Linked DNA regions of Anas platyrhynchos: region 1 is linked to region 2. Evidence: chromatin contacts called from public Hi-C data. All regions are on one chromosome and are shown on one strand. The core of a region is the stretch at or near the end of the contact, and the rest is flanking DNA. Distances in the headings are between cores, read along the strand shown.

The links. A called contact is a pair of places that touch in the nucleus more often than the background predicts.
Region 1: a contact with region 2 is called in a Hi-C map of skeletal muscle, with 3 times the contacts expected there. The contact joins the promoter of ATCAY here to the promoter of ACER1 in region 2. A contact is called at or near these places in 2 of 8 Hi-C or Micro-C datasets (skeletal muscle and subcutaneous adipose tissue).

The regions. Positions count from the first base shown.
Region 1 is chr29:5,793,267-5,796,290 of IASCAAS_PekinDuck_T2T, forward strand. It overlaps ATCAY (ATCAY kinesin light chain interacting caytaxin), which reads left to right and starts at 1,761. Exons shown (of 12, transcript XM_038169207.2): 1 at 1,761-2,155. LOC139999752 (a long non-coding RNA gene) reads right to left here and starts at 1,741. Exons shown (of 3, transcript XR_011805262.1): 1 at 1,524-1,741.
Region 2 is chr29:5,520,320-5,523,324 of IASCAAS_PekinDuck_T2T, forward strand. It overlaps ACER1 (alkaline ceramidase 1), which reads left to right and starts at 1,332. Exons shown (of 7, transcript XM_072029238.1): 1 at 1,332-1,613.

The DNA of each region.
Region 1 (3,024 bases), core at 511-3,010, 270 kb after region 2:
ATACAGGGTTATATTATGTATATGTATGCTATTAGGTTTAAACTGTCTTGGAAAACATGGAGGATAGCATTTCTCATATAAAAGTGAAGGTAAAATGCAAATATTAAACTTAGCCTGCTGACTTTGATAAGCAACTTTGCAGCTGTCAGGTGTTACAGACTTTCTGGCATCTCTTTCACTCACCATTGATCTTCTGGCTGCTTCTTAAGCCTTAAAGAAATATAATGCCTCTCTAAAGCATCACTAAGAATCTTGTGTATCCTGGACCACAGAGATGCCCAGCGAGATGTTAATTAGGGATACCCCACCATTCCTCTGAGGTATGATCCAGGATCCACCAGACACATGGCTGGTAGATGCACATGGCTACAAGCTGCTAGTGCTTAGCTACCACTGAGGAAATATTGCCCTCAGCATCTCGTCCTGTAGGAGCTGCTGATCCTAAGAAAGCAATGTCAGCATGGAGCTATGCCACTTGTGTAAGGCCTGCCTCCCTGCTGATGAACCCAAGGTCCCAGTTCCCAACAGGTGAGAATGGGAGCACCTAGCAGGTACATGTGGTTACAGAAGAATGAAATGGCTGAGGTGATGGGAGAGGCATTTCCTAGGTGGAAGAGTAGGACTAAGGAGAGTAGGGCTCCTCCAGAGCAGGGCCTCATGATGTTGTAACTTAGCCAGCAACATAGCACATAGGCCCTTCTCCTCAGCCTGCTGACCTTGCCAGTGTTGACCAAAAGTGCTGGTAGAGCCCCCCAGCAAAATACTGCTACTTCATGGGAGCCAAGACGACCACAAGACTCTATTCTTATTGCAACAGAAAAAAAGAGGTGCAATAAGTAGAATCCTGCTTCCACCATATCCCATTCCTTCATCTCCCCACCCTGGCCTGCTCTCTAGATCATTGCAGTCCCTCTGTCCATGGAACAGCCCTCCAAAAAATCAAATGCATCTTTAAAAAATCAAATGCAAAAAATCAAATGCATCTTTAAGAGGTGGTAATAAGAAAATCCTAGTGCAGCAGGCAAATGTGGAGTTCACAGCCCTGTTCTATCTATTGATATAATAGAAGAAATAGCCTCTCTCAGACCATTTCTGCTAAGACTCAGAAGAAAAGCCATTTTTGTTTCCTTCACTGGGGGATCTAAAGACAAAGATGACCTACCTTCATCTTAGTACAGCACCAAGCAAGTTGTCTGCTCTGTGCAAGCCTGAAAGGGATTTTTGACAGTAGACAAAGAAACTTGCAAAGGCCTCAGGCTAATGCTGTTACTGACATCCTGGAAGCAAGTAACAGGAGCTGAAGCCCCGGAATAGGAACAACTCAGATCTATTTGTACAGTACTTGGCACCAGAAGTGAGACCTGTGCCTGAGTTTTAAGTACAGATCAGCTCTGTATGTGCCAGGCAAGATGGACCTTTAACACTGATACAGACAAGCTCCCTTGCATTCTAACACATGCTCAAACCACGTTTTTCTTTCTCAGTGAATGATGCACTCTATTAAAAAGCCCTCCTCTTCCTACCTATCCCTTGCCGGCTCCATGGCTTCTCAGGGAACAGATCCTGTTGGATGAGGGGCATCTCTCACTTCCACTGAAAACAGCAAGGAGGTGGTGTGCTTAGTCCCTGGCAGCATCATTCATCCCAAGCAAGAGTGATGGGAGATATTTGGTACCTCTCAGCCAATTGGAGGAGAGGTGGCACCGAGAGGGGGTGCTTTCAGCTCTTCTCTCCACCCATCCTCCCATAAACCACCCCCTCCATCCCCCCCCCCGCCCGCCCCCATCACTACCACCATCCTCCTCACACACAAAAGCAGTGCAATTAGCTGACTTAAGAGAGCTGATGCTTAGCCAGCTGCAAGAGGAAAATAGTGAAATAGGAAGGGAGAGAGGCAGCTGAGAAAGCGATCACCACGGAAGAATACAAATAACAGCTCCCAATTCCCTCCCAGTGAAATCCACATCACAAAGCACTGTCTCCTGCGAGAAAGGCAGACCTAGATGCAACCACACAGTCATTCACTGAGAAAGCACCACACGTCTGCATCCAGATCCAGGCACTGAATCTCCTGAGCAGCCCGACTGCACTGGGAAGAATGCGCAGCTGGGATACAGGCAGGATCTTCTTTGTTCTTCGTTAGCCACAAGCATCGGTGAGTACTGCGTCATCTGGGCTTCCATACTGCCAGGCAATGTCTGATATTAAGAAACATCAGGCTCCACCCTGGGACTCGTTTCAATTTCTTCTCCTTCTCTTTCTCCCTCCATGATGCTTTCAAGGGCTAGCGGAAAGCAGATGACAGCTATGGGGAGCAGGGAGGGAAGGTGGAGTCTCTCTGAGCCCCAAGGTATCTCCCTTGCCTGCAAGTTGGGATATAAAAACGGGGACACGTATGACATGTCATGGGCATTGCATGCATCCAGGCGCGGTGGTTAAGGCCAGAATACAAAATGTGCACCCTGTGAGGAAAGGCTCAGAGATGCTGGTCAGAGAGAAAGCCCTGCAACCCTCACAGATAGCTCTTTGCTCTGATTCCTATCTCTGTCAGTGCCTGTAATAAAGATGGATGCCTGATTTACTCAGGCCTCTACACAACTTAATTCCTTCAAAGTAGATACACACAGGCAGATTTACTTTTCTCCAGTTCTTTACCAGTGACACCTTCTTTAAATACAAGCCTCCAAGGAAGCAGAAAAAGCACTGGCTCTCTAGAAGAGCCTTATAGCAATGGATTGAGCACAAGGGCCGAGCTCAGGAAGAACATTCAAAATTGTGCTGCAGCAGACAGGTTAATGCTGCGCCCACCATTTGCGCTGATTTCACCTGAGCATGTTCTGTATAACATAAGGCCTGCCCTTGTCCCCTTTGGGCTCAGGTACTACTGAGCACATCTGCAGCAGTAGCCAGCTGAGAGAACCATTTCTGCTCTTGCCAACTGGAGCTGGTTCTGCAAGGACCGGTCCCATTCCCTCAGCTGGACTTTGTAAGGGGTTGCACTTACACACCAAACACAGATGTAGT
Region 2 (3,005 bases), core at 82-2,581:
TACTTACTCGCCGTGTAGCACAGGACACATCAGTGATGCTCATGTGCGTTGGTCATGCCAAGGATGCCAGAGGTTTTGGGATGGGAAAACTCATTGTTTTCAAAGACATTTGCATGAGCCAGGCATCATGTATCTGGTGATGTCCTGCCTCATTTCCAAATGCCCTCCTTGGTGGAGACTGGCCCTTGGCTGCCTCCCCCCATGGTGTGAGGGATGAGCTAGCACTTGCTTCTTGCTGCCATCCCCTGGGAAACCGGGTGCCTTCCTTCAGCATGCGCGCCCATCCATCTCATACTCCCATGGTTCATTCAGGAGCTGGAATTGAATGAGAAGCAAATTTCCCTCTGAGCTCCTCCAGCACCGTGGTGCAGGCATCCAGGGCAGGGAGCAGCTCGCTGCTCTGAGCACCTGCACTGAGACGTGGCATCTGTCCTAGACAGACAGACAGCCTTGGCTTAGTCGCATGTAATGGCAACTCAACCGTGTTGTAAGATAAGCTGTTTCAGAGGTTAATTACCCACTCATTTCAAAATCTATGTGGATTTGTGAGGCTTTTGTAAGCCCTGACATCTCCCAGGTGAGTTCCTTTTTATAGAAGTATAAAAATAAATGGCTAAGCTTCACAAAGAGCCAGGCCTCAGGGCAAATCCAGCCCAGGATGCCTGGAAATGTAACAGCAAAGGCAGCTGTGACCCTCAGTAAGCACACAGACAGGGATGGGGACACCTCGGGTCTTGGTTGGAGACTGCCTGGTGATGCTGAGCCCGGTGTCTCCCCTGCTCCAACAGGAGGAACTGGCCAAATAATCAGCTTTTATATTTAAGAAAGCAACATGTTTCTTCTTCTCCCAACCCTATGTAGAAGAAAAAGATTTTGGTCTTTGGGATTGCTGCCAATTTTCATGATATCCTGAATGCGATTCCAGAGGAAAAGGTTTGCAAAGCAGTAATCCAAAGGTGTCCCATTCTCCCAATTCTTTAACTAAATAACAAAATATACTAGCTAGAGGAAATGTGATTTATTTTGGGGAACATACGGTATAGCAGCAGTTGGGGAAAAGTTGAAAAGCTGCTCAAATTTAATCCTTGGAAATAAGGCAGCATCAGCTCCTGAGTGTTTGTTTCTGGGTGAAATTTGTTTTATTGTTTTTTAACCAGATCTTGGAGGAAGGCTGTACAGCTCGGTCCCTCCCTTGGGAGAAACAGGGTTAGGGTTGGGGTGTGTGCGCGTGCGCAGGTAACCTGCCTAGGGGCACGCTGATGATTTCAGACTGCATTTCTACCCGCTCTTCCAACCCTTCCAGCTCACGCTTCTCTGCCCTCCCTCTCTGCCCCTGCCCATTTGGGAGCACAGATATAAACCCTCCAGCCAATATGTTTCCTCTGGGGGACTGGAAGCTTTGCCTGGAGGGTGCTCATGGCTCTCGTCACATCCCAAAGCTGTCCCTAGAGTCAGAGAAAGGCTATTTCCTGGCGGCTGCTCCCAGTGATCTCAAACCGTGGGTGCTCCTGCAGAGCTAGGGTGGCCAGGCAGGTTGTGGCTTCAGCTCTGCTGGAAACCTTGGAGCTCCTGACACTTCACCTCTCCGCGTGCTCCGTCCCAAGGGAACACAGGTAAGCTGGGCTGGGGTGAGAGGTGAGCAGTGAGCGAGCGGCCGCTGGGTGCTCTGGGTGCTGCTTTTCCCTTCCCTTTTGCTGCCTCTGCCTCATGTCTACACTGTCCCCTTGCCACCTCTTGACTGAGGTCAGCTCAGCTGGGAGATGGGCTTTACCCTCTTGGGTCTGATTCCGTTCTTACCTGGTGCAACCACTTGCATTGCTGTAAGCACGTAACACAGAACACCAGGGATCAGGAGAGGGTCACTGCGGTGCAGATGAGCACACGGAAACACGGATCACAAAGAGTCAGACCTCAGCCCAATCTGCCTGCCATCTACTTCATGCTGCTTGGGGCTCAGCTGCTCTGGGGAACCCTCCAGCCTGGATCACCGAGGGGGCATTGCTAACTGGCAATTGGAAAAGAGCAATGGAGGTTTATCCACAAGTCAGTTTATTTGGTAGAAGCAGGAGGCTGTAGATGAGCTTGTTTGTGTTAGTGCTACTCCTGGCTTTATCCCTTTGAAATTCTTCTTGGGAAGAGAGGCAGAGGAAGCTGCAGTTGCCTCACACCACTGCACACCTCCTGCCCCTGCTCAGCTCTGTGGTGTTACTCAGCTGGCACTGCTGCAAACAGGGACTTGTCTGTTTCTCTGTAAGAACACCACTAGCTGATGAGTGATTTTAAGATAAACTTCCCTTCCCTGTGCTAGATTCAATGCTGAAAGGGTTTCCAAAGAGCAGAAAGCTCTCCTTTCCGACCTGTGCCTTGGGAGCTCCAGGATGCTATCGGCATCGTCGGTGTCACGCTGCTGCCTGCTCCCTCTGCGGAGCCTGCACTGTGCCCAGGGCTCCACCTGCTTCAGGGAATTCCTGTGGCTCTTGCATACCAAATACCCAGCCACTGGGGTTTGGACAGTGTTGCCAAACACTGCTAAGCTTGGCATCCATCTCTTTAGCTGTCCGTCAGCCGCTCCAACAGCTCTAAAGCCTCAAGAATTTGTAACAAAATGTGGCAAATGAGAAACTTGATGAAAATTTTACTTTTCCAGAGGAATTAAAGAGGGATGAGAAATGATGCGCACATTGAGAATGGGGAAGTCTTTAGCACGGGGAAGAAAAATTGAAAAAAAAAAAGTCAGATTTTTTTCTAGAATCCTGCCTTTAAATGCAGCTTCTGCCTCTGCCAGACGTCCTGGAGCTCCTGCAGTGTGGAGCCACCCAGAGCACGAAGCTCTGATGCCTTTCACCAAGCTGCAAGGATGGGGCTTGCACAGGAGGCACACGCAAAGGGAAATCACTGCTGGCAACGAGACATCCCTGGGCCTTTGCTCTGTGCCCCAGGACTCTGGGAACACCCAGGGACGGTACTGGTGCTCGCACCGCGCAGGACGAGCTCCAGCCCTGGGG